Linked DNA regions of Mus musculus: all the other regions are linked to region 2. The links are chromatin contacts, called in public promoter capture Hi-C maps. All regions are on one chromosome and are shown on one strand. Each heading gives the region's core, a stretch centred on a gene start, on an enhancer-like site or on the middle of the called end of the contact. The rest is flanking DNA. Distances are from core to core; before and after follow the strand shown.

What was found. Promoter capture Hi-C pulls out the DNA fragments that hold promoters and counts their contacts.
Region 1: a contact with region 2 is called in a promoter capture Hi-C map of the HPC-7 cell line, with 2.3 times the contacts expected there. The contact joins the enhancer-like site here to the promoter of Per3 in region 2. A contact is called at or near these places in 10 of 39 promoter capture datasets (the 3T3-L1 cell line, the HPC-7 cell line, HPC-7-derived erythroid cells and 7 more), 8 of 484 Hi-C or Micro-C datasets (the AML12 cell line, the MNK3 cell line, cortical neurons and 5 more), 6 of 115 datasets of contacts at active chromatin or transcription factors (CD8 T cells, embryonic stem cells, intestinal crypt epithelium and 2 more) and 2 of 9 other capture datasets (adipose tissue and pancreatic islet).
Region 3: a promoter capture Hi-C map of embryonic stem cells shows a contact between it and region 2, with 2.7 times the contacts expected there. The contact joins the enhancer-like site here to the promoter of Per3 in region 2. A contact is called at or near these places in 7 of 39 promoter capture datasets (cranial neural crest, embryonic stem cells, hippocampal neurons and 3 more), 3 of 115 datasets of contacts at active chromatin or transcription factors (embryonic stem cells and heart atrium) and 3 of 9 other capture datasets (adipose tissue, liver and pancreatic islet).

Annotation. Positions count from the first base shown.
Region 1 is chr4:151,004,616-151,007,619 of GRCm38.p6, forward strand. Per3 (period circadian clock 3) reads right to left here. Exons shown (of 21, transcript NM_011067.3): 21 at 1-1,344. The coding sequence ends at 1,261. Among named protein-coding and RNA genes, the nearest start is that of Uts2, 9.0 kb to the left of the region's middle. Within about 2 kb of position 1,541, at least 81 of the 459 cell types and tissues checked have an H3K27ac peak or open chromatin away from gene starts, as enhancers often do. A contact at or near this core is called in CD8 T cells, the HPC-7 cell line, the MNK3 cell line and 3 more, where this site is marked.
Region 2 is chr4:151,043,361-151,046,344 of GRCm38.p6, forward strand. Per3 (period circadian clock 3) reads right to left here and starts at 1,305. Exons shown (of 21, transcript NM_011067.3): 1 at 748-1,305; 2 at 199-344. The coding sequence starts at 872. It overlaps Gm38529, which reads left to right and starts at 1,493. Exons shown (of 2, transcript XM_017320565.2): 1 at 1,493-1,668.
Region 3 is chr4:151,081,541-151,084,671 of GRCm38.p6, forward strand. Camta1 (calmodulin binding transcription activator 1) reads right to left here. Exons shown (of 24, transcript NM_001081557.3): 15 at 3,023-3,131; 16 at 2,137-2,660. Among named protein-coding and RNA genes, the nearest start is that of Gm13090, 6.5 kb to the right of the region's middle. Within about 2 kb of position 1,346, at least 27 of the 459 cell types and tissues checked have an H3K27ac peak or open chromatin away from gene starts, as enhancers often do. A contact at or near this core is called in embryonic stem cells and heart atrium, where this site is marked.

The sequences.
Region 1 (3,004 bases), core at 291-2,790, 39 kb before region 2:
ACAACAGCCAAAAAAAAAAAAAAAAAAAAAAAAGAAGAAAGAAAAAGAAAAAGAAAAGAAAGAGAAGTAAGTTGGACTGCAGGAAGTGAAGCAGGAAAAGGCCACTGTAAACCTCCTCCCCGTCAGTTCCTTCCTGACCTGCACGGGTGGCTCCACTGCCATCTCGAGTTCAAGAAGGAACTTTGGGCTTCTTTAAACCAGAGCACCAGACAGTGAGAGGACAGACGCGTGAACAATCACACTCACTTCTGAGGCAGAAACTGCCTGGAGAGCGTGGACTCATGGGACTCTGCTGTCACCGAGCTGGGGTCCCCGAGCTCCCTTAAGTGTAGTCTCCCAAACTCTTACCCCTCTTCAAGGGCAAACAAAAGGCAGACCGCTGGTCGTCATCGTGTCGTTTGGTGAAAAGGAAAGGTTAACTGTTTGTTTTGGTGAGCCGGGGCACACACATCTCCATGATAACATTAACGTAATATTTAAAACTGTTGAAAACACTATTGTTTGGGTAAGAAGCTTTTTGCCATGCAAGGCTTAACTTCAGTCATCCAAGGAGTAAGTCCTGGCTAGCTGACAGATCTTAAGGAAAGAGCCCCTGTGAAAGGCAGCTGCCACAGGAACTTCATGGACGAGAATGGGGTCAAACAACCAAAGCCACGAGTCCCACAGTTCCTGGGGAATGATGCGCTCTGACGCTCTGAGAGAAAGCTGGAATGTCTTACCATCAGGAAGAGAAGCACCATGCTGTACAAAACCTAGATCAATGTGGTAAGTTCACGGACACCCCGTGAGAAACACACAACCTACAGACAGAAGTTCTTCAAGTATTCTAGTGGGAAAGTGATCTTGTAACAACATAAAAAAGCAAACGAGACGAAGGCCTGCGACTCGTTCCAACTGTAACTTACTCAGGGTGACCTCTGAAATCTGCTGTCAGACACAGCCCAATGTCTTCAGGTGACAGATGAGTTAGAGAAGACGTCTTGTTGACTGTTTTACTATCATGAACAAGAGCCAACGTCTGCTCATGTTTTGGGAAAACCAAGAAGGGAGACCTGGGGAGACAGGTCAGCAGTGGAGAGTGCCAGCCTAGTGGATGTGAGGCCCTGGGTTTGATCCCCAGCGCCACCAAAACCAAACCAGAACAAAGCCAGGGAAGACCTTAATGTCAATGACTGGCGTTTCAGAGTTAGACTGTGGTGAGGTAACGCACGGCTCTGTGTCCCACGTGACCTGGAGGGGGTGTGACATCTTTACAGCTGCTCAACTGGTGTCTTCTGCTGGGTGCTGTTCCAGGACCTCTGCAGTGTCACCCACTGAACCTCTGTCTTCACAGGCGACACAGCTCTCCAAAAGAGACCAAAGGCAAGCGTGTTATTTGACGTTAATGCCAATCGAAGAGTTTAAAAGTAAGGAACAGGCTGAGCCGAGGGAAGATTTACTGGTTGGTTTTTGTAAACGTGACAGACACAAACCCAGGCATGTCTGGGATGAGAGAACCTCAACTGAGAGACTGCCTCCATCATACTGGCCTGTGGTCAGGTCTGTGGTGCAGTCTCATGACTCATGAGGGATGTGGGAAGGCCCCACTCACTGTGGGCTGTGTCACCTCCAGGCTGGTGGCCCTGGGTGCTATAAGAAAGCAGACTGAGCAAGCTATGGGGAGCAAACCAGTGAGCTGGCCCTCTCCACGGCCTCCGCTTCTGTTCCTGCTCTGACTTTCCCTGTGAGGTGAAACATCCCTTCTGAGTGCTTCTGGTGCGTCTATCACAAGGATAGAAAGCGAGGACAGAAAGTGGAGAGGAGGAATAGACGAGCAAACATAAGCATCAGTGAACTGAGAGGACACCTACAGAGAAAGCCACCAAAGCCTTCTAACCCTGTGAAAGACAAAACTGAGATAAAGCTCCCTGGAGGAATAAAGGCAAGGCTGGAAGAAGTGAGAACTAAAATCCTGAAGACCAGGTAACGGTATATAACGGATGCAGTGGAGGGAACAAAGGAAAAGATGTATGTGAGAAGAAAAAGCCTGAAAATCTTCCCTATTTAATGATGATCTGAACATCCAAGGTCATCTTCCTGAATGAGCATCCAAGAGGCTCAACGGCCTCCAGACGGGATCAGCTCAGACATACACACCCAGACACATCACAACCACTCAAACCAAAGCAGGAGAGGACACGCCACACACGGGATTCTTAGAAAATCATCCATAGATGTCTCAGCAGAAGTTCTGGAGGCCAGAAGACAGAATGCTGATACAATCAAAGTGCTAAAAGGGAAAACAAAACAAAACAAAAAAAACCTCCTTCCACCAAGAGTCCTTTATCTGGGAAAACTCCTTAAAAAGTAAGGGAGACATTAGACAATCCAAAAAAAAAAAAAACAAAGGCCTGGAGAGTGGGGCATGATGTCACCCTCTCTGCAGTGTAAGCAGTGCTGAGGGTGGCACTGGAGATGGCAGGGTGGTTAAGAGCCCAGGCTGCAGCAGAGAGCTCGGTTAGATTTCCGGCATACACAGCTCTAGAGGATCTGGCGCCCTCTTCTGGCCTCTGTGGGTACCACGCATGCACGAAGGTGTGCAGACATATGTACAACTACACACAACTGAACACAAAGAGGAGGAACGGATGAAGGGATACTGCAGCTGGGTCAGAGGGATGGTAACCCAAGGCTGGGTGCTGTTACAGCCCTGGCTTGCCAGTCCATGATATGACTTAGGACACTAACACCCAAGAATGACCTGGGTTTCTGTCCCAGGGTTCTCAATGCACCAACAAGCAGCAGGAAATGGATAAGGAGCTCCTGTGGAGTGAGAAAGTTTCCTTCAGGATGCGCCTTTCTTATACTTTGGATTTAAGCTTTTAAAGAGGAATGTATATTTGAACTATGTATCTCCATACCTCCCCTCAGCTGGTCACACCCCAGGGAAGTATCTTTATCACCCTAACCATTCCAACTGGTGGGAGAGAACTAGTTCATCATGGTTGTGGAATGGTGTTTCAGA
Region 2 (2,984 bases), core at 55-2,554:
AATATTGCACAGTTACTAAACTGTCAGACAAATAACGTTCTGCTGGCTTTTCAAACTTGGAAAGCCTAAAGCACCACTTACATCAGCTTTAGACTTGCTTGTCTTGGCTACAAATAAAGCCCAAGCCTCTGGAGGCTGGAGTTCCACTGCACATGAGGACTGAGCCCAGCGCCACCCTATTCGCTGCAATGCATTTACCTTGCACACTGTGTACACAGCGCAGGGCATAGTTAAGAGCATCTAGGGTACTGGGCTTAGTGTGCCTCTCGGCTGGGAAATACTTTTTCATTTCTTGGACAACCATTATAAGCTCTTCAGACATTCTGTTTCGGTCTTCGTGTTCACTGAATAGGAAAAAAACAAACAAGAAACCGTAATGGTGGACACTCAAGGAATATCTGATTTTTAGGGATGTCTGGCCACCTCAACTAGCCCAGGTCACAGGTTTAATGCCCTTTCTCTTCCAGGTAGGGGACATTCTACACTTTCATTCTCCCTTCAGTCCCAACTCCGTCAAATTCTTTAACCACTTTCCTCTTTCTTTCCGTACTCTGGTAATTTAGTTTAGTAACATTCCCCCTCCCATCAATCCTCACCGAACTATTTGGAAGTTCCCTTTCAGGTCGCCTCCCCCCCCTACCGCGTCCCCGGGATCAAAAATACAATAAAAAGTTGTAAATCCTGCTTTCCCTGCTCCAGGGAAGGACAATAAACACAGAGGGTGGTGGGGAGACTTCCTAGCGTCACCTGTGGCTGCTGTCCACGCAAGTGCCCTGCAGAGGACCCTCCTGGCCAGACGCCCCCTGGAGCCCCGGTCCCCTAGTCTGGGGACAGTCGCCACCAGGTACTGCCGGGTCTCCACAGGGATCCATCCCGCCTGGCAGCCCTCAGCCTGCTTCTCTCAGTTTGCAGCTAGCAACCAAACCCGGCTTGTTTTGGTCCCTGCCATCGCCTTCGGGAAAGACTGGTCGCCGACCACGCTCATCTGAGGGGCACTTTTCTCCTCAGCATTTCCACAGACTCTGCTGGGGTGACGAGCTACAGCGACAGCTCGATGGCGGAAGCTGGCTGGACGGACCACCAGCGGGGCTCTCAGGGAGCGCGGTCAGCCTGCAACAACTTTTCCACCGTCCTTGCTGGGAAGCCGGCGAGCATCGAGAAACACCTCAGAGAGCAACGTCCGGCGTGACCGGGCAGAAGGCAGGGGCAGCAGCGCCCGGCCGTGCGGGCTCGCAGGCGTCCCGCCAGCCGAGCAACTCGCCGCCGCCCCGCAGAGCCTCGCCCACCCGCGGGCAGTCCAGTCTCGAGGCCGTCCGCGTGCCCAGTGGCCGCCGGCCCCGCCCCCTGCGCGCCAGGGATCCGGTCCCGCCCCTTCGCCGCGCGATTGGTCGCTGTTACCGGCAACACGAGCTCCCATTGGTCAGAGGGCGGGGTGCAGGTCGTGCACGGCGGGGGTTACATAACCGCGGGCGGGTGGGCGGGTGCAAAGGCCCCCGAGTACCTTACATAACGCGCGGGTCGGGCGAGGGCGGCTCTCGGCCAATCCTGGCCAAGTGGAGTGGCCTGGAAGACAACAGGGCCGGGCCGCGCAAGTCTACTGCCGGGCTTCCCGGAGGCGTGGCCTTGGGGCTGTCAGTCACGGGAGGGCGGGGTCCGCGCAGCCAACAGGTAAGTGGACCCGGTGGCGCTTGTGAGTCCGCAGGCCTCTGGGGCTCCCCGGTATCCCAGGAATGCAGTGCTTTGGGGTTCCCATTGTTTTCATCTTTCCAAAACTTGCTGCTTTCTCCCACCCGCCAATATAGGTGAGTGAACCCAGGTAGAATCCAACCGTATTTTCAGAAATACAAGTTTAATGGTACAAGGTAAGGTCCTTGGCTGCCCTCGAGTTACAGGTTCATTTGGCAACAGGAGTTAGATAGTATTGTAAGCGACGCTCTGTTTTCGAGGAAACAGCCAGGATGCTCCTTTTACATAACTGTCTCTACCCTTCAGAAACGAAAGGTACAGGGCAGAGCTCCAGCCTTCTGCTGCCTGGGTACATCAAGAACACACTCGGTAGTGGGTGGAGAGATGGCACAGCACTTGAGAGTTAAGCACCTACTGCTCTTCCTTTGGATGGTTCCCAGGCATCTTCTATCAGTGTCTCACAAAGTGCCTGTAATTCCAGTTATAGGAGATCCAATGCCCTCATCCATCAAGACACCTGCACAGTGAGCATACGCTATCCAGACATACACCACATAAATAATAAGATCTTTAAAAAAATACACTAAGTATTTGTTGGATGAATGAAAGTGTTCAGGCCAAAGGAGAAGGGGAAAATGCCAGAGAGCAAGTATCCACATTTCATATTGGGCAAATGACCGATTTTTAAAAAAAGTCTTTCTCCACACTGGATTACTCTACTCCTGAGTTCTTCAAGAAACATTCATTGTACGACCATTGGGTGCACATGTGGGCAGGGATTATTGTACTGAGGACAGAACCAAATTCTCTCATACTCAACATACAACACATGGATGATGCCTCAAAGTCAAGAAAGCCTAAGATGCTGGTAGGACATAAACTGGTAGGAATGGGAAGGACAGAGGAAGGAGGCAAGAGCCCCAGGGAACAGGCTGGAGGGTAAGGGAGGGCCGCTGAGAAGGGGAACTGAATCTGAGTGATCCTTTGGGGTGGGGGAAATGGGTGGGCTAACAGAACTGAAAAGCACTGTCCCTTTCAGGCCATCCTTGTGAAGTACAGGTTAGTCATTAAGAACCTGAAGCGAGGGCTAGAAAGACGGCTCAGTGCTTAAGAGCACTGACTGCTCTTCTGAAGGTCCCAAGTTCAAATCCCAGCAATCACATGGTGGCTCACAACAATCAATAATGAGATCTGATGCTCTTCTGGTGTGTCTGAAGACAGCTACAGTTACTTAGATATAATAATAATAAATAAATCTAAAAAAAAAAAAAGAACCTGAAGCAATGGGAGAAAGGAAG
Region 3 (3,131 bases), core at 96-2,595, 38 kb after region 2:
GTGTAAGACACACACTGGTAGGCAGGGGCCTTTGAAGGCAGAGCTCCAGTTCTGGTTCCTGAGCACACTCAGTGGGCCCTGCCATGCCCTTCCAAGGCCATAAACTCTTTAACCCGTCCTATACCAGGTATTCTAGTCACTACAACACTTAACACATAGAAGACTACATCTCAGTTAGATGAAGCTTTCAGAAAGGCAAAGTTCTGGGAATGGAATCAGATCTGGGTGGATGGTGCGGTGGGGACACCGAGAGTTGATGCAGGAAGCAGAGCTGACCTAAGACTTTTCTGACAGTCGGACAACTATCTATAGTTGACTAAAGTAGATTTTACAATCTAAAAATCTGACCCCACCCAAAAAAAACCCTCCTATTTTAAATGTCTAAGATAAAATTTCCTCAATGAACAACTATCTATGACAGTGTTTCCATAAGGTTTAACTAAGAAGAGAAGATCTACCCTGAGCAGACATTGTCACCCCAAGGGCTGGGGGCACGGGCTGAATAAGCAGAAAGCCAAGAGCACCAGCAACCAGCTCCTTGCCGACTGCTTGGCACAGAGCAGGCGCCTCACGCTCCTGCTGCCCTGCCTCCCCCAGCACAATGCCAGCGTTGTACCCTCAAACTGAACCAGAAATGTCCCCTGCCCCGCTTAGCTGGTTTCGTCATGCCAAGCAGGAAAGTAGCCACCACTGGTGCCAGCAGGAATGGTCCACACCGAGGACTAGGCAGACTGTAGCAGGCCGAGCAGAGCCAGCTGCCAGTTTGTGTGATGCGAGTTTTACCACGTCGCAGCTCTGCTCATCCCTTTAACTTTGTCTACAGTTCCTTTCGTGCTCTTAAGGCAGATCCAAGGCTATAACAGTTTCTGTATGAGCCACAAAGCTGGAGAATAGTCACCACCTGGCTCTTTACAGAAAACAAAACAAAAAAAACCTTACCAGCCTTTTGTCTACAACATTATTGGACTTAGGCTGGGTGTGATGGGACGCATCTCTAACTCTAGCTACTTGAGAGGCTGAAGTTGGAGGTTTGACACCAGCCAGGGAACTTAATGAGATCACGTCTCTAGATAAAATTGAAAAGGGGCTGAGGATTGTGCCCAGTGGAGAGTGTTTGCCCAACACGTGCAAAGCCCAAACAGTATCATTTGATTTAACCAGGCAGGCATCATCCTGGCTATATGGTTGATGGTAAATCAGTGGTGGGGTCTGCTGTCCACCAGGAGCAGAGGCTATACTGCTAATACACACGCAGGCTTTTTGTTTGTCACAGAAAACCAAAGAGTTCCCCCAGGGTGCAATGCTCAAGCATGACTCAGCAGATACACCTCTCCAGGATGAGCTGGCAGGAGTGTGGCCTTCCCACCCCAGCATCACCCTGTTAGGCGGGTGGGAGGTGCTCTATATCTTTCCTTTTGTTTTGCGATGCTTCAACAAGAACCTGGAAACAGAGGCTGAGGAGTAGAGCATAGAAAACCATGCTGTCTGGTTGCCCCTTCTGACTGCTTCTGCATATCTGAGTTGATGGATTTTTGTCTAGTAGCCTGGTGCTTTGTTTAGTCTATGACAACTTTAGTGCCCTCAGAGGACTCTGCTTCCTACGTTCATTACAAGGGCAGTCAGTTATTAGCCCTGGAGGTATTTCACTACATGCCATGTGAGCCTCAAGCCACAGATGCCCTTCACAATGGCTAGATGACGGCCGTGCTAGTCAAAGTCACTCAGATAATCCAAATCCTGTCTGCAGGCTTCCTTGCTGGCTATTTTTAGGGCCTTGACTCTATTATAACCAGTACCTCAAAGAGCAAAGCTGCCATCCCGGATGCGAGGAAGCAGGGCACTAATTATTAGTGTCATAAGTTTAGTTCTCAAGAGGCTGGTACTGGAGGGAGGGCTTTGTTAAGGGCCTGTGGTCAGGCCCTACTCACGGTGCCTAATTCACAGAAGGAAAATGTGGTTCCAGGAAAGCAGATAACTCCACGTCCACCTGAGCAAGACCAGACTGTGACTCTTCCTGGGATGGGGACGGGCAGGTGTGTGTGTGTGGGGGGGGGGGGGGTGTAAAGACTACACGACTTTCAGAACTGAGCCGTGATGTTCGGGGCTGCTTCTGCAGGCTTACCTGAGCAGCCTTACCTGAATATCATCCATGGGCTGGGGGCAATCCTCGTGCTCTGTCCTATCCCGGTAGGCCCCCATCTCTGTATTCACCACCTCTCTGTTAGCCAACATCAGGACGCTCATTGGTTCCCTCGGGCGCACCTGTGAAGGCGCCGCGTCCTTTACTACACTGGTCCCCTTCGGATTTCCAGTCACCTGTACTGTAGACACACCAATGTAAAGATCTTTGGCACTCCACTTTACTACAGGCTGAGATGCAGACGCTTGGGATGCTGCAGTCTCTGGAGTGGGAGGGGCGGCTTCCCGGCTGTACTCCCTCACTCCTTCACTGGGGCTGATTGTCTCGGGGGAAGGCTGCTTAGACCTAGGGCTCTGCTTCCTGATATTTGGCTGCTCCAGACTCAGTGCAGTGCAGAGCAGCTTCTCCTGCCTTGCCTGGAAGGACTCGGGGTTCAATTTATGCTTTTTGGGAGCCGGATAATCTTTGTGGCCCTCAGTGCTGTAGTAATTAGAGGGTTCAGACCGAGGTCTTCTCAGCTCTGAAAAGTACAGTAGAAAGGACAGTCAGGTCAGGTGATGAAAGTAGGAATCCCTAAAGAATTAACACTTTATGCCTGGGAGATAAGGAGGGCGAAGCTGGAGCGCAAGGCATGTTCCTGAGGTATAAATACTCCCTAGCAGCCTAGACTGCTCAGACAATCCTCCGCCAAAAGGATTCGTTTCCTGTACAAACAGACTTTCCATATTGGGAGGAGCACTACTTTTAAAGGAAAATCAGAAGCAATAAGTAGCCCCCTCCCACCAAACCCTTAAATGTTTCCTACAGACTCTTCTAAGGGAAGCTGCAGACAGCCAATGGGGAGCCGGCAAGTTCCGAGATGAAACCCTTGTGAATCTGTACCTGGATTGGTGCTCGCAATGACAGTGACTCCTTTGGGTATTTCTGGAGGGCTCATGGCCTCCCTCTGCCACTGGGCCATCCAGCTGTCTGTGGTTGGCTCTTCGCTTGG